Regions from separate parts of the Mus musculus genome. Here regions 1, 3, 4, 5, 6 and 7 are each linked to region 2. A link is a contact called in public promoter capture Hi-C data. All regions are on one chromosome and are shown on one strand. The core of a region is the stretch at or near the end of the contact, and the rest is flanking DNA. Distances in the headings are between cores, read along the strand shown. Region 1 has its middle 5.2 kb from the start of Mir6380. Region 2 holds the start of Slc39a8 (solute carrier family 39 (metal ion transporter), member 8). Region 3 has its middle 40 kb from the start of Gm4861. Region 4 has its middle 23 kb from the start of Gm4861. Region 5 overlaps Ppp3ca (protein phosphatase 3, catalytic subunit, alpha isoform). Region 6 has its middle 38 kb from the start of Gm26107. Region 7 has its middle 83 kb from the start of Gm26107.

The links. Promoter capture Hi-C pulls out the DNA fragments that hold promoters and counts their contacts.
Region 1: a promoter capture Hi-C map of embryonic stem cells shows a contact between it and region 2, with 5 times the contacts expected there. The contact joins the enhancer-like site here to the promoter of Slc39a8 in region 2. A contact is called at or near these places in 10 of 39 promoter capture datasets (the 3T3-L1 cell line, the C10 cell line, embryonic stem cells and 6 more), 1 of 115 datasets of contacts at active chromatin or transcription factors (large pre-B cells) and 2 of 9 other capture datasets (adipose tissue and macrophages).
Region 3: a contact with region 2 is called in a promoter capture Hi-C map of frontonasal cranial neural crest, with 7 times the contacts expected there. The contact joins the enhancer-like site here to the promoter of Slc39a8 in region 2. A contact is called at or near these places in 5 of 39 promoter capture datasets (the 3T3-L1 cell line, the SN4741 cell line, frontonasal cranial neural crest and 1 more) and 1 of 9 other capture datasets (liver).
Region 4: a contact with region 2 is called in a promoter capture Hi-C map of the 3T3-L1 cell line, with 10 times the contacts expected there. The contact joins the enhancer-like site here to the promoter of Slc39a8 in region 2. A contact is called at or near these places in 5 of 39 promoter capture datasets (the 3T3-L1 cell line, frontonasal cranial neural crest, liver and 1 more) and 1 of 115 datasets of contacts at active chromatin or transcription factors (large pre-B cells).
Region 5: a contact with region 2 is called in a promoter capture Hi-C map of frontonasal cranial neural crest, with 5 times the contacts expected there. The contact joins the enhancer-like site here to the promoter of Slc39a8 in region 2. A contact is called at or near these places in 8 of 39 promoter capture datasets (the 3T3-L1 cell line, 3T3-L1-derived adipocytes, frontonasal cranial neural crest and 5 more), 3 of 115 datasets of contacts at active chromatin or transcription factors (the 230-238 cell line, embryonic stem cells and large pre-B cells) and 3 of 9 other capture datasets (adipose tissue, liver and macrophages).
Region 6: a promoter capture Hi-C map of second pharyngeal arch cranial neural crest shows a contact between it and region 2, with 4 times the contacts expected there. The contact joins the enhancer-like site here to the promoter of Slc39a8 in region 2. A contact is called at or near these places in 10 of 39 promoter capture datasets (the 3T3-L1 cell line, 3T3-L1-derived adipocytes, the C10 cell line and 6 more), 1 of 15 datasets of contacts at CTCF or cohesin (the NIH/3T3 cell line), 2 of 115 datasets of contacts at active chromatin or transcription factors (the 230-238 cell line and large pre-B cells) and 2 of 9 other capture datasets (adipose tissue and liver).
Region 7: a contact with region 2 is called in a promoter capture Hi-C map of the SN4741 cell line, with 7 times the contacts expected there. The contact joins the enhancer-like site here to the promoter of Slc39a8 in region 2. A contact is called at or near these places in 6 of 39 promoter capture datasets (the SN4741 cell line, liver, maxillary cranial neural crest and 2 more) and 1 of 115 datasets of contacts at active chromatin or transcription factors (forebrain).

The regions. Positions count from the first base shown.
Region 1 is chr3:137,777,047-137,779,746 of GRCm38.p6, reverse strand. No RefSeq gene overlaps it. Among named protein-coding and RNA genes, the nearest start is that of Mir6380, 5.2 kb to the left of the region's middle. Within about 2 kb of position 1,391, at least 5 of the 459 cell types and tissues checked have an H3K27ac peak or open chromatin away from gene starts, as enhancers often do. A contact at or near this core is called in embryonic stem cells, where this site is marked.
Region 2 is chr3:135,823,988-135,826,906 of GRCm38.p6, reverse strand. Slc39a8 (solute carrier family 39 (metal ion transporter), member 8) reads right to left here and starts at 1,250. Exons shown (of 9, transcript NM_001135149.1): 1 at 1,107-1,250; 2 at 217-667. The coding sequence starts at 435.
Region 3 is chr3:137,511,481-137,514,473 of GRCm38.p6, reverse strand. No RefSeq gene overlaps it. Among named protein-coding and RNA genes, the nearest start is that of Gm4861, 40 kb to the left of the region's middle. Within about 2 kb of position 1,328, at least 34 of the 459 cell types and tissues checked have an H3K27ac peak or open chromatin away from gene starts, as enhancers often do. A contact at or near this core is called in hippocampal neurons, where this site is marked.
Region 4 is chr3:137,528,555-137,531,646 of GRCm38.p6, reverse strand. No RefSeq gene overlaps it. Among named protein-coding and RNA genes, the nearest start is that of Gm4861, 23 kb to the left of the region's middle. Within about 2 kb of position 1,451, at least 29 of the 459 cell types and tissues checked have an H3K27ac peak or open chromatin away from gene starts, as enhancers often do.
Region 5 is chr3:136,909,710-136,912,545 of GRCm38.p6, reverse strand. All of the region lies in intron 10 of Ppp3ca (protein phosphatase 3, catalytic subunit, alpha isoform), which reads right to left. Among named protein-coding and RNA genes, the nearest start is that of 1700006H20Rik, 44 kb to the left of the region's middle. Within about 2 kb of position 1,300, at least 6 of the 459 cell types and tissues checked have an H3K27ac peak or open chromatin away from gene starts, as enhancers often do.
Region 6 is chr3:137,028,341-137,031,131 of GRCm38.p6, reverse strand. No RefSeq gene overlaps it. Among named protein-coding and RNA genes, the nearest start is that of Gm26107, 38 kb to the left of the region's middle. Within about 2 kb of position 1,406, at least 2 of the 459 cell types and tissues checked have an H3K27ac peak or open chromatin away from gene starts, as enhancers often do. A contact at or near this core is called in second pharyngeal arch cranial neural crest, where this site is marked.
Region 7 is chr3:137,149,313-137,152,185 of GRCm38.p6, reverse strand. No RefSeq gene overlaps it. Among named protein-coding and RNA genes, the nearest start is that of Gm26107, 83 kb to the right of the region's middle. Within about 2 kb of position 1,590, at least 77 of the 459 cell types and tissues checked have an H3K27ac peak or open chromatin away from gene starts, as enhancers often do. A contact at or near this core is called in the SN4741 cell line, where this site is marked.

The DNA.
Region 1 (2,700 bases), core at 142-2,641, 2.0 Mb before region 2:
AGTTAGCACCCAGTTTGCTTCTGGTGAGGGGGAGTTCTGCGTAGTCTGTGTGGAGAAATGGAGGCGCAAGTGGCCATGTGAAAAGGGGTGCTGTCTAAACTTTGAAGAAATTAATTAAGCTTGATTGTGTGTGTGTGTGTGTGTGTGTTTATGCGTGCGCGTGAGACTTGATGGTATCCTAGCTTCCCCTGTGGACTACAGGAATGGCTTCTGATCCTAGATGGGGCTGTGTCCCATCCTCTTCTGTAGGTTTGTTGGCCAATTGCACACGTAGGTGACAAAGACTCCCCCAGCTATGAATATACATGCTCCCATCTAAGTCAGAGCAAGCCTCTCTTTCCACCTCCCATCTCTCTACCTTTAAATACTTGAATAGTGCTGCTTTGGAGATTAAAGGGCAAACTGCAGGGTTCTCTTCTACAAGGCAGAGCCTGGGAATCAAACTCAGTTTGTCAGCCTTGGTGACAAGTGCCTTTACCTTCTGAGCCATGCACCCATATCTTAAACTATTGCTGCTTTTCTAGATCTCCTCCCCTTTTAAAATAATTGGCTTTGAGACAGGATCCAGCTTATCTTAAATTTAATATATAGCTGAAGATGGCTATGAGTTTTCAAACTTCTCATTTTCTTGCCACCACTTGGAATTGCATGTCTGCTACCACCTGGGATTACAGGTGCGTGCCAACCTTGCTTGGTTTATGCAGTGCTGGGGGTTGAACTCAGGGCTTTGTACATGTTAGACAAGTAGTCTACAGTGGACCTATATCCCCAGTCTGCCTTTGGTTTTTGAGATAGAGACTTCATCTAGCCCAGGCTGGCTTCTGAGTCCTGGGACTATTGCAAGCCCGTCTTTGATTCATACTTCCCTCTGGCCGTGTTCTTCTCTTCCCACCACATTTTGCTGTACTGGCCGAGGGCCTTTCATGCGTCTTCACTTCAAATCAAGCCAGTAAATAGCTCTCAGTGATGGGCAGTGCGATTCCACATGCATGCACCCTTACACAGTATAGCAGATAAGTGTTAGGAGGAAAAGTATTTCCACACTCAGTTCAGAAATTACTTTTAATCAGAGAACTCCATAATTTAGGGTTTTGCATTCTGCCTGTCGTTTCCAAAATTCAGTCCAGGGATGCGGCTTGCTGGGTAGAATGGTTGCCCAGCGTTCACAAAACCCTCTCTGGGTTTAGAACCCAGGACTAAGCTGGTGGCACGATGGTGCATGCCTGCAATCTCAGCTCTCAGTGGCAGAAGCCAGAGGATCTGAGTTCGAGGTCGACCTCTGACATGCAGGCCATTCCAAGCCAGTCTGGTGCAAATGAGACGATCTCAAATCAACAAAGTTAACAGAATACCTGGCTAACCTTCATCTCTTACCTTGTACTGCCATCCTGTGGCCATTTTATTTTCTAGCCTAAAAAGAAAGGAAACCCTGTTTTCTATTTCCATCACACACAATAGCCCCGGGTTGTCACTAAACACAGGACTACATATATACTGTACTAAACACAGTACACAGATATCGCGGTACTACCAACATGTCCCGCCACATGGAGTGGAGTCCACCATGCCATTTATGTTCTGAGTGAGACAGGCTTTCCCAGGACTCTGCTCTTCAGGCTCCCCTCCTCTCTACCTTGGAATCTCTTGGCGGCTTCTGCAGGACTTCTCTGTACTAGCGTCGGCGACATCTTGGTTCTCTCTTGGGTGCTCAGAAATACTTTCTGCTGGAAGCCTGGGTTTGTCTTTCTTTTGTACGTTGTCCCGTTGGCCTATCTTCTGAACTTCTGCTAAACCCCAGAGCTCTCTTAGTGACTTGACAAGACAGGCAGGGTGCCTGGAAAAGAATGTGCTCAGGCATATCCTGGCTGTGACCACACATGGTTTAGCTTCTCTAGAGAAATGACTGCACAGAAGGTTAAATGTAAGGTAGCCAATGGTTTTCTGCTGGTTCTGGGATTCCTTGCACAGAGCTTGTCTCCTCTGTGACTAGGAGGCAGTCAGTGGGCACATTCCAGGAGAGCAATCTTTGTTCTTGTTTTTGGTATCCAAGACCTCTAGGGTTTAAGGTCCAGTCCTGGAAAATAATAACAGTGATAGTGGTTACTATCTGCAGAGTCCTGGTATGTCTCTGTCCTATCTAACATTACTCACAATTTCTTTTCTTTTCTTTTCTTTTCTTTTCTTTTCTTTTCTTTTCTTTTCTTTTCTTTTCTTTTCTTTCATCTTCTCTTTCTTTCTTTCTTTCTTTCTTTCTTTCTTTCTTTCTTTCTTTCTTCCTTTCTTTCTTTTGACAAGGTTTCTCTGTATAGCCTGGCTGTCCTGGAACTCACTTTGTAGACCAGGCTGGCCTTGAACTCAGAAATCCGCCTGCCTCTGCCTCCTGAGAGCTTAAAGTCGTGTGCTACCACGCCCAGCTTTTTTTTTTTTTTTTTTACAATTTCAAGACCATGAGGTGAGAATATGATTGTTTTTGTTTTACAAGTAATGAAAGTTCTTAGTCACAGAGTAATGATCCTTCTTGTCTAAGGTGGCTCAGCCTGGAATTGGGTTGCTGAAAATGACTTCGCATCCCTGATATCCTTGAATGAACTTCAGTCTGTGTCTCAGTATAAGCCTTTCCTTATAGCCCAGTATCTTTGAACTTCTCAGCCTAGGGTGTTCCTTCTAGGACGAGAAGGGACTGAAGAGTCAGTGCCCATT
Region 2 (2,919 bases), core at 1-2,500:
ATCCGTTTTTCTATAGATCAACAAGTCCTCTGGTAGCTCAACTTCTCATTTTGGCTTGCCAGATCTCTAACTCAAGTCCCTTAATGCCCGGTGAACCAACCGGTGAGGATCAAATGACCGCTTCAAACTTGAAAAACTTCACGAAATCCTTTCTCTGGTGCTACTGCTCTGGGGATGGGAATCTGAGAAAACTGCAGAGAACGGGGCCACCCTTACCTGGTTGAAGTGCAGCTGGCCCAGGTCCAGCGCTCCCTGCTGGGATGCAGCCCCCAGACGCTCCAGCAGGCGCCCCAGCTGCGCGGCCGACAGGCTCCGGTTGGCGCCGAACACGCTCAGCACATCCTCACTGAAGGCGAGCTCCGGTCCCTCCGAGGGGTGTCCCAGGCTGGTGGCCGCCAGCAGCAGCAGCCCGGCCACTGCCCGGCCCGGAGCCATCGTGGAGCGCGCAGCTCCGGAGCTAGCTGATGCAGGGACCCGCGCCGGTGCCCCGGTGTCAGTGCCGTTAGGGTGGGGGTGGGAGGGTGCGCCGGTCCCGCGTCACTGCCTGGCCCAGTTAGCGAGACACTCCGTGCCCCCGCTCTGCAGTCTCAGACCTTCGGGGCATTGAAGAGGTAGAACAGCCAGAAGGGCGATAGGCAGTGTGGCCTCTCGGAGCCTCCTGCGGAGCCTGAGATAAAAGGAACAAAGGGGGACAGAGATAAAGGGCACTGGGTCAGCAGTCTGCGGGCCCCAGAGCTCTGAGTGGCCAGAGTCTCGAACTCCGAGCCGGGCGTGGGGCCAGCTGCCCGGAGCCTGGTTTGCTGAAGCCCCAGGATTTGCTTACAGTGTGGTGACTCTCGCTTGTCCCGGATATAAAGCCCCAACCGCGCCACACTTCGGGGAACTAAATCCTCTGACTGTGCAACCCCAACTCCTCTTCCTGTCTTGAGGCTTTTTTTTCCCGCCGCAGAAACGTGGAAGGGTCGGGACTGAAGCTCCCACCCCCCAAAAATCTGCAGAGAAACACTCCCTCGGGGTCCCCAGGTTCCCGCGTCTACGCTGGACCCTCTCTGCACAACTGGCTGTGAGCTTGGCAAGTTGAAACGGAGAAGTTGCTAGCCTCTCACCTCTACTGTCTATGTCAGCCCCTGAGGTTCAAATATATTCAAAATACTTCTCTCTCTCTCTCTCTCTCTCTCTCTCTCTCTCTCTCTCTCTCTCTCTCTCTCTCTCTCTGTCTGTCTTTCTCTCTCCTTTCTCTAAGAAACTCTGAGATCAGGCCCTGCACCCTTTAGAGATAAGAAGGGGAGGGAGAGTGTTGTCCCCGCCCCTGAAGCACGTGGTGTCACACTCCCCCAGGCTGATCTCCCAAGTGCGTCCACGCCGGGGCGCTTACCTCTCTGTCTGCCATCCCAGCCGCTGTGGTGCCTACTCCCTGGAGCCCACCTCCACGGTGGGATCCCTAGCCCCCTTCCTGGTGTCCCGGCCCACTTTTTTGGTGACCTCCATGAAATCAGCTTCCTGCAACGGTGTCTAGAGCCCCTTGCATTGTCTCAAAAATGAACAGGAATTGGTTTTTTGCCTCACTTCTTAAAAATCAGAGGAGAAAGAGGAAACCAAATCAGTCGCAAGTTGGTGGGCTAGCTGAGCCAGCAGGGGCCTCGCGGGCCCTTCCTGACGCCGCTCGGGATATCCGCAGATCACAAGGAATGTTTATTTGCTCAGACGAAGGTTCAAGAAAAGCTGAGTTGGGTGTCAGGTCAACAAGTTTGTGTAAAGTGAATGTGGTGTTTGGGGACAAAGGTTGTGTCCGGTGGATGAAACGATCTAGAAATAAAGAAATAAAGTGAAACCCGCTCGGCTGTCAGAAAAAGAATTCAAAGTGCTGTTCATGCCTTTCAGGATGGGTGTGTGTGTGTGTTTTACCCTCCTAAAAACAGCAAGTTTAAAAACAGGCAGACAGCTAACAGAAAAACAAGGTAGAAGGAAAAAGAAACTATTACTCATAAGAAATTTGGCGCTCTCCCTCTCTCTTTCTCTCTCTCTCTCTCTCTCTCTCTCTCTCTCTCTCTCTCTCTCTCTCTCTCTCTCCCCCCCCCCGTGTGTGTGTGTGTGTGTGTGTGTGTGTGTGTGTGTGTGTGTGTGTGTGGCAGGAGGGGGGGCGGGGGCGGGGGTGCTGGATTCTAGGAAGATGGGGGCCTAGGCAAGAACAACAGAAGGACTTTCCTGTGATAGAGGTGGGGATATGTTCCGTCTCACACCAGAGGCATTAGGCAGCTGTACAGGGCAGCTGCCAGGAGGAAGTTTTCTGCATAAGTGTGCCAAGCCTTAATGTGGAGAATAATTTCTTCATGACTGGAAGCAATTCAGATCAACAGATCCCAGGTGAGAAGCACTCACCTGTACATGACAAAAAGCCCTGCCTTGAAAGGCAGTGAACTAAATGATCCTGAGGCTGGACTCTTTCCAATTAAAAAAAAAAAAAAATCTGTCCGATGTTGGTATTAATTTACAGAACGGTACTGATGCTCAAAGGGCAAACCTCTCACAAAAGGGCCAAATGTAAGTTGATAGCACAAAGGAGCTCTTGCATCTACCCAGCTGATAAGTTTCTGATTAAAAAAAAAAAGTCTCTTCAACTTTTTAGTGGAGTTTTAAGTGTAGTATATTGTCTATTTCTCCCTTTTTGCTTTAGTGACAAACGAGCAAGTGGCTTCTGAGCACGAGTGGATCCTTTAAAAGGCTGGACTCCTTATCTGGCATTAAAGCCCTGGGAGGCCTTTGGTCCTGTGGAGGCCTGATGCCCCTGTGTAGGGGGATGCTAGGGAGGTGAGACAGGAGTGGGTTGGTGGGTGGGTGACCGAGGGGAGGGAGGGTGGGATTGGGGTTTGCAGAGGGGAATCTGGGAGAGGAGACAAATTTTGAAATGTAAATAAATAA
Region 3 (2,993 bases), core at 79-2,578, 1.7 Mb before region 2:
ATAAAGTAAGTGTATGTGGCAGACATAGATGTTCTGCGAGTCCCTGGCAAACTGGATTGGAAAATCAACAGTTCAGAGAGTCATGGTTCTGGAGTAACTCCATGCCCTCCTTTACTGACAATCTACTTTCTATTTGCAAATTAGACTCTGGCTTGCACTAAGTTCTGGCAGATACTAAACACTCCATTCCAAGTTATAGAACAATTATGTGACTTGAACTTTACATTATTTTGAACTATTACCTGATCCACAGAGTTAAAAGGGGAATATAAGCAATAACATTTTACTAGAATATTGAAGCGCTGTATGCAACTCCAATCCTGAGTATGTTGCCTACAGGAGCGAATGGCTCATGAACACTGTGACTCCTTCTACTGCACTTCAGTCTTTCTCTGAAGTGACTGTGATTTCATGGGGAGTTCACAGTGGTTGCCATTGTGGACAAAAAGCATAGGTCACAACAGTTATACCCAGTTGTGACCTTGGAAGATGGAACAAGGGAACTTTATGCCACTCCATGATAAGGCCAAAGCCAAGGATTTTATGTTTATCTCTCTTGAGATGAGAACATGCACCCTTTACCTGGAGGAGGGACAAAGGACAAGGGTGAAGGGAAAGACCATACTGAGTATCCTTGTCTTGAACTGTAGGCCGACTTTCACCCTATCACTCTGGATCTCTCTGCCTGAGGAAACAGACTTGTGTGAGTCGCGTCGGAGGCATCTTTGAGCTTCAGTTGAGTGGCCAGTGGGCATCTAAGCAGGGGATTACTAGAAGGAGGCAGGAGATGTAGTTCTCCACTTCCCCTATGTGCTCACTGTAAACCAGCCATCACCTTGGCTAGATCAAGCATGGTTTTTTTGGTTTTTCTTTTTTTTCCTCCAGGGTTACTGTTTCTTCATGACTCTCTCGTTCTGTGTTCAGGTAACTGTCCCCTGCCCTTGAGTGTTATTGGTTGTTATAGCCCTTCTCCAGCCCTGTGGTTCCAGTTCACTCTGCCCACACCTTCATAAACAGAACCTAATTTAAACTATGCTCCCAAATTATCCAATTTGAGAGAACCATCTGTTTCCTATTTTGAAAAATGCCTCACACAGCCATCTTGACTCTGAACTACACAGTGTTTATTATTTAGAGTTCAGGGAACTGCAAGTGATATAAATATTTCAACCACCCTCGCTTAAGCTACAAAAGCATATGGATTTATTGGGCTGCATCACTCGAAAGTCCAAGCAATGATTTTGTCCACAGGCACGGCTGAATCCAACAGTGCATGTGACGTTGGCAGGGCTCCCTCCTCCTCTTGGCTCTCATGTGTGCTGTCTTCCTTTTCAGGCAAATACTTTCTACTGAGCGACAAATAAAAGACACTGGCAGTTCTCGCCTTACAGCTGATACAGCCCAGAAAAAAGAACCTGAGAGATGTTGTGTCTTAACACACATGGTGACATTATCCTTTGTGAACTGTTAGAGTGCCACTAAGGTTGCTTCCCTGGATGTTCACGTATGTATCCCAAGTTAACAAATCCTCTGCAGCCTGGTTAAGGAATGGCTAAAAATAGAAAAGAATACTGCTCAGTGAGAGCACACCATCTTCTAGTCCTCAGAGTTCTTTCATTTTGAAATATAGACTTGAAAACAGGGAAGAAAACTGTTGAATGAAGTGAACACCGGCTTCTACCCTACATTTGATGCTATTCTTCCTAGAATACAGACTCACTTGTCTGCCCAGATAAAAGCTTGCATAGCAAATCCATCAGGCATGGTCTCTCAGCTTCATTCTAATTGGTGAATGCAATAATTTGGTGAAAGGGGGTTTCCTAGGGTGAACAGACAGGTAGCTCTGTCCAAAAGGCTGTGCCAACCTCGCATTTCTTCCTTGGCAGCCAGTTCTACAAATATGACTTGGAATAGACAGTATGCAGCTTTGAGATCAGGAGGAACATTAAGGAGCCAGATTGTCTAGGATGGAGGGTGTAGAATAGCCTCTGTAATAGGTAATAAGTAAAGCAGCTGGTTATAGTAGGAGAGGGAACAGACAGGTAGAGCAGGCTGGGCTCCTCAAGGGAAGTACCCACAGTTAGGCAATTAGTAGATCCATGGGAAAGCACAGGGAACTCACATTAAGATATACTGTGAAAGTGGCAGATATGGAAAACAGCTTTGCCAATGGTATTAGGAGACTGGCAGGAAGGAAGTTAGAGCTATTCAAGAAAGGAGATCCTAGGGTCTAGACAAGGGAATTCACAGCTTCCTATGTGAAAGTAAGACAAAGAAGTAAGGGAATTCTTCAGGATGAGAAAAATACATGTTAAGAAATGGTACACGGGGACCATTTGCCTATACATTCTTGGACACATGCATCAAGGCAGAACTCAGAGCATGTAGATTCCATGTAGCACCTTTCAGGAATGTATAGCTCTTTTTCTGACAAGCTTTTCACGTGTTTTCCTCAATAGATTTTTATTCAATTGTTTGTTTCTTTGTGTTTAGGACCTATTATTATGAAGGGTAGTGTCATAAATGGGGTGAGGAACCTGGGTTTTAGTGTCTGACAAGATGGCTTTTGAATATCCACTCTGCCATTTAGTAGCTAAATATTTTGGGGGTTAAATGACTGGACTTTATTCATAAAAGTTGAACACAATTCCTACTTCATGGAATTGTTGTAGATAATGATGTAGATTATATACCCTAAGTGACTGTCATGGTAATCACAGGGTGAATGGTAGCAGATATTATTGAAAATTCCTTAGCCGGAATGGATTTTCCAGAGTTGTTGTTCTGGGAAATTGATAGTGATATTAATAGTTACTTCCCCTCTTTTTAAAAACTTCACTTTTAGCTAGCAAAATAAGCAGACCACACTAGATTTCAACACTTTTTTACATTTTGGTTCTGTTGGGGGGAAAAGTGTGAGACTTTCCTGTGGTTTGGCTTTGTTCCTGAGAGCAGAGGTCAAAAGGTTATATTCATTTACTCTGTTAGCCTGA
Region 4 (3,092 bases), core at 202-2,701, 1.7 Mb before region 2:
AAAATGGCATGTCCAGATAAGTTACTTGGGAATTAGAGATGAAGGAGTGAAGGAAGGGGTTGGGATTATTAAACACAATTTTAGAGATAAGGTGATGAAATGGTTCTGGTCTCCAAGTTGTAATGGGGCCTAGAGGTCTGGTCCAGAAAAGCTGGAGCAGTCACTGGGGATCTGGAGTAGGAATTTTTCAAGGGGAATAACAGGACAGGTTCTAGAATCTTGAGGTGATGCCTGGAAGCTAGTTCTCTGACAGGTAGAACCTCAAACTTCTGCTAGTAGATGGAATGGTCACTGCAGGGTGAAGGGCATATTGGGTTTGAATAACATATAGACATATGGAGATGATGTATAATTTTGGCTCTGACTAGTACAAGTTCCATGTTTATAAATGCTAGCGAAGGAGAAGGAATAGGTTGCTCTGCAGAATACTTATTTACCCTGTTCTTGGATAGAAACACTCCAGACCTTTTCTTTCTATCTCAAGGCTTGGATTTGTGCTCGTCCAAATTTGGGTGATTTGTTGTTAGTTCTTTGGTTTGGTTCCTTCTTTTGTGTTCATTGTCGTGTGCTAAAGAATTACTGTCTCTTTGGGTAGGGGGAAACCCTTGCACTTAATCAGCATTTGTGAGGAGGAAGGGCAGAAGAGGAATGTGTATTTGATCATCCTGCTTCCACTTCATCAAGCTGCTCCATGGACTGCCATTAACTTTAAGCGGCCAAACATCTAGCCATGATGATGTCAGCTACCCATGTATGACTTTATCTTCTAATTCATTCTAAGACTTTTCTTAAAAAGAGTTGTGTGTCTCCCAAGTCACTCCTTCTGTAACTGCTTCTTAAAGGGACTCTTCTTTTTATGAAGAATGAGCACCATATTTTATGCATACACATATGCTACAGGAAAACAGTTTTCTCCGAATAATCGTGTCAAGCACAGCATGTGAACTTAGACTTCAGCCTGCTTTCTTTAGGTTAGTTTTTCTACCCCGTAGGGCTGCTGCTTTCTGAACAATGTCTTGGGAAAAAAAATCACATGGTTTCGTCATCATTAAGGGGGCAGAGCTATGCAAACTGGATAGGTAGAAGAGGAAGAACCAGGAAGAGGATTATCTTAGACTCTGTATACTTACTGTTCATGGCTGATCACAATCTGTTGTCAACGAAAGGTGTACAGCACCTTGTAACAGAATGTCAAACCTCCTTGCTAAAGAATTTAGCCAGGCCAGGCTGACACGCACAGCTTACAGCTGCGGTTGAGGGGAGGTGCAGGCAGTCTGACAGGTTAACTTGATACCCTTCATTTCAACATCATTGTTGGATAAAAGACAGGCACAGCAAGGGTTCAGAATTCAGAGTTGCTATTGCTTAAGGAACACTAGAGACGGGCGCTAGACAAAACTGTCTAAAAGAAACCCATCTGTGTAATGCATTGACTTCATTAAATGCAAATTTTAACACAAAGACCCTAAGAGTAAGGCTGTCCTTCCTGCTTCTTTCTTTGTCTCTCTCTTTCAATGAACAGTAAGGCTCCCCAAATTGGATAAACATGTAGAAGCTTGGCCACTTTTGGAGAAGGGTAAAAAAGACCTGGCTGAACCAGCTTCCTAAATGACTGCATTATTTTACCCTGATGGTTTCAATTAGAGAAAAATAGCTGCATCGAGACCATCTGCATATTCATAACACAGAGCATATGGCTGGCTCTCTGGATTTTGAGAAGGAAAATGCATTAATAACCATAATTCTCTCCAGGCATTTTTCACATTCCAGGTTATTTCTTCGAGAAAGAATATATTTGAAAAATCTGTTTACTCTTTGCAAGAGCCAAACGTCCTTATTTCTTTGGACTTTAGTGTGTTGTGTCTACCACTATTGTATATTTTAACAACAAATGCTGAAAAGAGAATATGATTGTTTATTATGGAGAATGTCTCACAAGTAAATTTATAACAGTTTTCTAGGTGTGTATTTATGCCAACACATTGTCTCTTGTTAAGCATAAGTTTCTGGAGTGGGAATTTTCTGAGTGCATGATAAGGACTCAAAATCAAAGTGTGTGTGTGTGTGTGTGTGTGTGTGTGTGTGTGTGTGTGTGCTTGTACGTGTGCATGTACACATTTATATCTGTGCATGTCTGTGTGCCTCTGGGTCCATGCATATCACATAGAACAATGCATCTTTAAGGTTTACTATACCTAATTATTAGCAAATTCAAGAGGTGAAATGCTTAAGTATAGAGAGAACAGGCCAGGCGTCCTGAGGCGTCCTGTTATGCTGGTAGAGAATAAGGAAGAGAATGATGTTGTTTTTTTCAACTTCAAATTCTTAATGGAAGAAAAAGTAACCTCCAGTTATATTAGAAGAAAATAGAAAACTAATGGAGCTTATGCTTTTATGTCTGGCTTTCCAGGTACTCAGTGGATCAATAAATCCAATTCCCAATGTACAATAACAAACAAGAAACAGCCAGAGAAGAAGAATTGGTAACTTTGCCTTAATAATATAGCAGAAAAGTATGTGACGTTGGGACGAGGGAGATTTGGAAAGAAATGAAATTTTGTTCCTCTGAGAACAAGGCACCATGTTTGTCGAGGAAAGGTAAAAGGGGAACAAGGAAACAAAATAGATGAAGGGTGTATGTGCTGTGCAGAACCAGCTCCCAGGAGAGCTTTGGGAGCCCTGGAGTCCAGCAGCCTCCACACATCTCAGTTAAACTGCTTTCAGAGCCCCATGAACTCAGAGAGGGAATTTCTTCTAGATACACAGAAGGAAATTAGGAGCTTCAATGAAGCAGGTCCTACTTGTTGCTCAGTTTGCAGAATTAAAAATGGAAGCCTGTCCCCTGAGAGGCTCTTCCAGTGCCTGAGAAATACAGAAGGAGATGCTCACAGCCATCCACTGGACTGGGCATAGGGTCCCCAATGAAGGAGCTAGAGAAAGGACCCAAGGAGTTGAAGGGGTTTACAGCTCCACAGGAGGAACATCAATATGAACTAACCAGTACCCCCCAGAGCTCCCAGGGGCTAAACCACAAACCAAAGAGTACACATGGTGGGACTCATGGCTCCAGCTACATATGCAGCAGAAGATGG
Region 5 (2,836 bases), core at 51-2,550, 1.1 Mb before region 2:
TAAATTACACCCTTGTCCAGCCTTTATTTGTGTTCATGCATGATTTCAGGCCTCAGAATTCTCCCTTCATTATGGCAACTTGTTTTCAGAGTATGCTTGAGTGTAGCCAGAAGGACAACCACATAGCCACCCCAGGGAGCTTTGTCTGCTTCTATCTGTTTTATATTTCTACATAAAGACTTGAGACATTCTGGGGCCATATGCCTGGTGCCTATGCACAAAGCCACATGCTTGATTTCATCATTGTAAATTAAACACAAGAAACAATTAACAAATATTTTTATGTTCCCCCCCAAACTGTCAGTTATTACAGGGCATAGAGATTTCTTACCTATATTGCAAACCAAAAATGGATGGCTTGGAAATAAAATAATCAGAGACAAGAGAACAGGGCTGAGTGGGCAGAATGAAGCATGAAGCAGAGGAGACATCAAGAGTAAAAATTTCAGGCTGAAATAATTCACCACTTAGGATTCTTAAAGTAAAAAAAAAATACATCTAGACACTTTCAATACTTGCTGAAAATAATCCCTTGACTCGGGTGGTAAAGCCTGAGGACTTAGGGTCCCCACGTACATTTACACGAGACTAGCATGTCAAATGGTGTCATGTGCAGGAGGTCAAGTAGCTGTCATGGAACATAAGTAGAATTCTGGTAAAAATCCCTACAGCCAAGTCTTTCAGGGCTTCCCTAGGCTCCACTACGATGCCATACCAGGCTCTAAAGTCCCTAGCTTTACCCTTTACAAAGCTCCCTGTGTGACATTTTAAAGTGAGATGAGATAATCTCACTCCGAGATCTGTAATATTAGATATACGGAATTACCTAGTAGTTCAAAACCAGCCCATTTCTTGGTACACAGTTGAAATGGCTGCCCTGAAGCTTGGGGAAATCTAGTCAGCTCCCGTGGCTGACGACTCGCTTGTGGTCAGCATAGGATAGGAAAACATGTGGATAAGAACGGGGCAGGGGGTGGCGGGGAGTGGAGGTTCTATGTGAGACTTTCTCTCTAGCTGAAAGCAGAGACAGAAATCCTAATTAAATATTGTCTTTCCAGGGCAGCCCGGAACTATGCTTGGCTTCAAATGCATTCCTTTTCGTCTTCTTCTCATGCTTTCTTATGCTACAGGATTTCAGTTTCACCTCTGCATTTTTCTTGTTAGCGAGGCTTATCAAATATCACAGCCTCAAACATAATTAGTATTTAAGGGGGAAAAAAAGTGATCTCAGAGTCTATGCCTTCAGGCCTAAAAGCAAATCCCAAATGAACGGGTGTGCTGCGCTCACAAATCTGTCGCTAGCTTTCTGGTGGTCTCTGCCATTCCAGCTTTCTTGGTGTGGTAATGAACAGGACAGAAGCCTCCTCGGTGCTGAAAAGTCTTCATTTCTGGCAGCTTTCCCCCTCTTCAGGATCATTTACGACTCCTTCTTTAAAGCGCGCCTTCTCCATAAGTGAGGAATAACTACCAACCAAGAGTCATCGTCTTGAGCCTCTCTAAAATATTCGGGGGGGGGGGGGGAATCAAGCCTTAATGGAAAGCAGGCTCGTCTTTTATCATCCAAAATCAGAAATGGAAAGGAAACAGAGGCCAAGCTACAGATAAATTAGGGTCTCAGAAGACACTCCTCGGCAGTAAACTGTCTTCTAAACTTTTCAAGACAACAGCAGGCAGTTTGTGTTTTGCTCTCAACCCGGAAAACAGAACAAGACAAGACAAAACAGAACAAGACAAACACCACAGGCCAGTGGGCACAGCAGCCCTTTTTTAGGCGGCTTGTGGTGAGGCAGAGGCCAAGGAGAGACTCATGATGTGACCAGAGACCTTTCTGTGTGGCCATACACACCTAAACTTTTCACACAAGGAAACACTTCCAGCTTCTTAGAGAAGCTGATGTTGAAGCAGGATAGTGAAAACCTTCTCTTCCATTGCTCTTTTGTGGGCTAAGAATAAGGACTCAACAGGTGACCCAGCCTGGCCTGGAACTCACAATCCTGCTTCAGCTTCTCAAGTGCTGCATTAATGTTTATGGGCAAAGGACTGTGTAAAATCCAGCTTTAAAAAAATATCCTTCATCATATTTAACAACAACAAATGAAAGTATATAAATATAATTTTTCTGCACTATCCCTCTTCCTCCTTTCCTGGCTCTCCTGCCTCTCTTTCTAGCTTTCTCATTCTTTCTCATCATACTGATTCCAAGGAAGAGACTTAACAATGGTAATTTTAGGTCTTGGACATCTCAAGTACCGGAGAAGAGGCGATGCATCAACTAGTCTGTGTTCAGATTCTTGTTTTCCTAGCTACACAGTTTTAGGTTTTACATTGACAGACTTGACTTTGCTTCTTACGTAAAAACAGGGACAATAATAGTGCATCCACCAAAAGGTTATCTTCAAGACTATAGATAATAACAACAGCACACCAAACTGTCTAATAACCTTAAAACAAATCATCCTTAATTGTTTCCTTGCTGTCCAAAATGATAAAGTTAATGAAAGTGTTTATTCTGTAGCAGTAACTGAGAATGATGGGTGACACTTTTAAGTATCGGCTGCTGTCACTCAGCATCACCATCACTAAATCCTAAAGGGGACGTGACAGACCTGGAAGGCAATGCGGGGAATCCCTCCTTGCTGAAGGCCTTGCAGACACTTAGAAGTCAAGTTGATATGACAGGAACATGAGCTGCAAGCTCCTATTATTACCCCTGACTTTTTAGTTGCCACTGGGTATGGGGCAGAATCCTGAGAAGGGCTAGATAAATCACTCATCAGGAAGCGTCCTCCACCTAAACTAAGCAGCAGTCAAAGGAAGAGCTTTAATTGAGCTCTTT
Region 6 (2,791 bases), core at 157-2,656, 1.2 Mb before region 2:
GGGCAGTACCAAGTTCAGGAACCAACAGCCTGTTTGTTTTCCTCTGCAAACTAAAAGGCACACATTTACCTTCACTTGTCAGTGAAACACTGAGGATATAATATATTTGATTTCGTAAGCACTGATGGTTTATCGCTCCAGTAGTTCCTCTCTGGCAGTGCTTTCCACTTCAAGGGTCAACATCGTCAATATGTTAGAGTAGAGTAAATGTGGGGGGACAGTGTGAATATTTGTGAGAGCCGTTGACAGAGTTTTTCTTGGTCTGAACTCTCCTTTCCCTGGAGCATTGGCCACAAATTGAAGATCTTTGAGCTCTTTGCTTTGGTCAACTATGGTAAGTTGCAGTTTAGCACAATGTCTTCATAGTACACACCATTACAGACGTGTGTGTGTGTGTGTGTGTGTGTGTGTGTGTGTGTGTGTGTGTGTTTGTGAATCTGAGGAATGTACTAATTCCTCTGTTCACAGTCACCAGCACATGATGGATACATTGAATCATAGTCGAAGAGATTTAGTATAAGGTAAGGACTCTGTGCCTCTTAGTTTTATGTCAATCCGACACATGTTAGAGTCGTCAGAGAGCAGGGAGACTCCAAGGAGAAAATACCCCCATAAAATCAGACTGTAGAAAAGACTTTGGGGCATTTTCTTAAATAGTGATTGGTGGGGAAGGGCCCAGCACACTGTGAATGGGATTATTCCTGAACTGGTGGTCCTGGGTTCTGCAGCCTGGGAAATCAGACTGAGCAATCCAGTAAGTAGCACTCCTCCCTGAGCAGCCTAACAGCCTTTGTTTCCCGATTCCTTTTGCTGTCTTGACCTCCTTCAATGATGAACAGTGACTTGGAAGCAGAAGTAAACTAAACCCTCTCCTCCCCAGGTTACTGTGGTCATGGTGCTTCACCCCAGCAATAGTAGCACTAACTGGGACAGACTCCCTTCTGGAATGATTGTCTCAAGATAATCAAGCACACGTGAGTCCTCATCATTCACCATTTAGCTTCTAGCTCAGCCAAAATGGCCCTGGCGCTGTAACATAACACTGTGTCTTCTTTAGAAACACTAATCATTTTTCAGTATTTTTCTGTTCCTTCTCCTCTTTGTGCTCCACATAGGTAAACAAGGGCCTTGCAATGCTTAAGAGAAAGCAATGGAAACTGTGCAGAATGATTTTCAGTAAAAGCCAGAAACTTAAAATTGAAATTTGTATTTGGCTCCAGGAAAGTAAGAGCTCCTAAGTGGCAATTGAGATGGTGGTACCCTGGTCTCAGTAGCACCGTGATTGTTTTGTGCTACTGTGCAAAGTCTCACTTTTTCCAAACAAAGAAAATCAGTAGGCCTTTCTGTGCCTGGTACTAATTTCAACTGAGCACATTCAGCTCCATTATTACATGAAAAAAAAAATGCGCCTGCTGTTTTTGACAAGGGACTGGCCTCATTCTGAGACCACACAGATGTATTATGCAGGCACCTGTTATAATAGCCTGCAAATTGGACAGCAATTATTAACCTGCTTTGCTCCATCAAAGTATTAAAATGAGATGGTAATTATGACCAGAAAAGTTAAACAGCACTTCTCTGATCTATTCCTGACTATATGTAATGCTGTGAAATATATAAAATGAGCATTCAAACCCAATTTTCTCTTCTATTTGCATTATTAGATCTTAGACTTTAAGACATCCATATTATTTACTATACAAGATGAGTTCTTGCTAAAGCTTTTCAAAGACAAAAAAAAAGAAAAAGAAAAAGAAAAAAAATAGAGTGTATCTAGTGCCTGGGCACATGTCTCCACAGCAGGGAGGCCAGAATGACATGGATCAAACATAAGAAAGTGAACTCATCTACACTGAAGAATGGCAATGGTCTAATAGTATCACATGCAAAATCTTAATCCAGTAATATACAAATCTCTATTAACAACAGTCTTCCATTTAAAAGTATATTTTTGAGTTGTAAATCAACAACTTTCTGAGAAGTTATATAAACTAACTCCTTATATAGGATCAACTTCCAGATTCAACAAAGTGTATGAGACATGGAGGACAAGTCACAACAAAACAGCTGGAGTGGAATATGCAGAAGCTGCTAACGTTTGCCACTTGTCAGGTTAAGTTTTTTAAAGAGAATAAAACTCAGGACAAAAAGATATCCTTGGAATAGATATAGTAAAATACAGAATAATTGAACTAACTCTCCATTTTATAGAACTATATACTTCTTACTACATAGTAAACACTTGTTAGTATTGAATAAGTATCAAGAAAAATTAGACACAGTCCATTTGCTATTAAAAAAAACACAAAAATGCCATTAGTAAATAAAGGTGGGATTTTTATAATGAATTATATATATATAATATGATGCTATATATATATGATGCTTTAGAAAACTTGTTTATAAATGGATATTTAAGATGATTCCCTCATTTTTTTTCTTATTATGAGAATAATGAGCCTCATATTCAAAACCATGCACACACTTTTATTAATGTGCTAAGAGTCTTGCATGTGAAGTTTAGGGAGCTTTTTAACCCCATTTTGGAATAGTGCAAGCAATGCAACACCTTGTCCAATTAGCTTGTAAGAACCTGACATCATCACACCACCACAGAAGCAATGAACCCAGGCGACTAATTACCAAGCACACTCATACCATCAGATTTGCACACAGCAGCATCTTCCAGTTATGAAAGGAGCTGAAATACTTATCAAGATAAATTCTGTATAACCTAAACCAAATTCTATTTGATGAATTATAATAGATAAAAGCAGGGATTTTGTTTTTC
Region 7 (2,873 bases), core at 341-2,840, 1.3 Mb before region 2:
CAAGGCTCCTTTAAAATACTTTTTTGATGTTTTACTCAAAGGTAATGATGGAAGAAACTGCATAAATCATGTCCTACAACATCAGGTCGTATTTAACAGATACAATATTTTATGCCCTGAAGAAGAAGAGGAAAAAGACTTCATTAGGAAGAAATAGAATGAACACTGAGGTCCCACAGCAGCTTGTGGCCATCAAGAACATCTTGATTTTTGTGTTTACATGGGTGCATTTGGGGGGAAAAAGACTAGAACAATGTAATCACACTTTGGAGATGAGAAGCTAGAGCTGCCTCTGAGGATGTGCAAGAGTGAGAGGAATTTGTGGTGATTTTTCCTCCCTATTTCCTCTCCAGTTTGGTTTTTCCCTGCAGACTCCTCTACCTCCAGTAATTTAATTGTATTAACACTTACTTTAAATGGTTCATCTTTTTCTCCCATTAACATGCCATGAAGCCTGCTCAAGTCCTGGAGACATTCCCAGTTGTCTCTGCCCTTCTGGAATTCTGACCCAGCTCCTTTAAGATGAGGTATCTGATTAGACCCACATTGCTCCCAGAATTGTTAGTCATTGCTCATTGAAGCCAATCCTGTGACCACTTTATGATTCATGCGGCCACTTGGGTTAAAACCTCCTTTCAGATCTTGGAACTTCCAGCCAAAGTGATATTTCATTTGTAGTAGTAGTAGTAGTAGTAGTAGTAGTAGTAGTGAATTTTACATTATCTACCCCAATCCCATTCATCTCCTACTCTCTCCATATCTGCTCTCCATTCTACAACCTAAGGGATGTTTCTAACGTAGGAAAACTATTCAACCTCTTTATGGTCGGATAATCATAGGCTCCAAAGAAGCAATGTTGATTGGGAAGATATTAACAAATGCTCATGATATCCTAGGATCAGTACATTGACAATCATTTTCACACAAGTTTCCGAATTCTGCCTCAAATTTTGTTTTCTGATATGGTAATGTTAAATTTATACCTGTCTCGACTTGGGGCACTTTGGTGAACAGTGAGAAATTTTTAGGGATAGCTACATTTTTCTTGACTGAATTCTTATTCCTCCCCCCCCCCCCCCGTGGAAATGTAATTGAAAATTAAAAAAAAAAAAAGAAAAAGAAAAAGAAATCCATAACTGTAACTATGCAAGCCATCTGCTTCTGAAGGCCTCTGGCTATTCTTTGCCATACTTACTGGTAGGAGAGAGGTCCACCTATATCTGAGTTCTCAGTTCAGCCTTAGAAACCCAGTAACACAATGGCCGTTTCTTTTTTTCAACGTTTGGATACTTTTTGTCTTGTAATAAGCTCCTTCTAGAGGTAAACACATGAAAGAGCACAGTGGCGTTTTAATCAATCTCCAACAGGAAGGAGATGCTAGTTTTTGGCATGGAAACGTTCCACTTTTAGTAAGGGAAGATCGAGAGAAGGCACACTGTCAGCTCCACCAGGTTCAATTAATTGTTGAAGCCAAACAAAAATAGCCTCGCAGCTTCCATTGTTCTGCAGCTGTCGGCTTCATAACGCTCACAGTCTCCTTGCTCGTGACTCATCTCCATGGTTGCCCAGTTTCCGCTCTTGATTTCCTCCCAGGAGTTGGGATGTGTCATAGCCAGAGCGGGCAACACGATAAGCTTTCTTCCCAGGCCTTTGGAGCACAGCCGTCCCTCAGCCCTTGTCTCTTTTTTTTTACATCACTGGCTCTCTTGACCCATCGACACTCAGAGGTCCTTTAAAAAGGATCCTAAGTGGTTTCCTGTCTGAAGAGAGGCGGAAAGATGTGAGCTCAGATGAAATGTGTATGTACACAGTCTTGAGCCAAATAGTATTCCCTACTTGAAGAATACCATTTGCTTTCTTGCACTTTATTGAGAAGAATTCTGGATTGCCAAAAATATTATCTGCATTCTGAGTTTGTCAGTTATTAAAGGGTTATGATGCTGTGTGTATAAAAATCTCAATTAACTGAAAGTCAAAATTATGACTTAGCTCTTCCAAATATAGACAGTAATACAGTTGTAAAAACCCTATACATTATGACCCAAACATTTCTTATGCAGACAAGTCTTGAAGGATAGAACATTATCTGGTGTTATTCAGTAGGTAAGTGTTCATGACATTATTAGAACTTACCAGCCACTTTTAAGATATGTCTAGCAATCTGGGTTATTGTGTTTCACAGGAAGAAAAAATACTACTGTCCATGCTTCTGAATGGTGACTGAAGGCAGCAACATAACAATTCAAAATCTCCTATGGATATTTAGTCATAAAAGTGAGTCGACAATGAATCTGCTGTGGTAGTTCATGGCTGTAATCCTAGCACTTAAAACAGAGAGAGACAAGAGAATCACAAGTTCTAAGTTCTAGGCCAGCCAGGACTGTATAGAGGATGTGTGTGTGTGTGTGTGTGTGTGTGTGTGTGTGCGCGCGCGCGTGTGTAGGCAAAAGGTCAGGTGTCTTTCTCTACCCTGTCTGTTTGTTTATTTACTTATTTACATACCTCTGAGACAGGGTTTATCACTGAATATGGAGTTCCATGATTGGCTGCACTGGGTGGTCAGTTAAGCCCATGATTGTCCTTTCTCTGCCTCCCCAGCTCTGGGGTGATAGGTGTTCATGGCCATGCACAGCTTTCAACAGCTACTGTGACTACAAACTTAGGTAATCCCCTTGTGTTGTGAATATGTTACCTACTGAGCCATCACCCAGCCCCCAGCGGGCCCTCTTCTATGTGATTCTCTCCCTCCCTCTTCTTTTCTTCAGCGCTCACCACTTTCCTGTGAAGCCAAGCAGTACTTAGCTTGGGGCTACTTTGATCCCTTAAGATACATTTGGCACATCTCAAGATGTTTGTAACTGTGATAGCCTGGG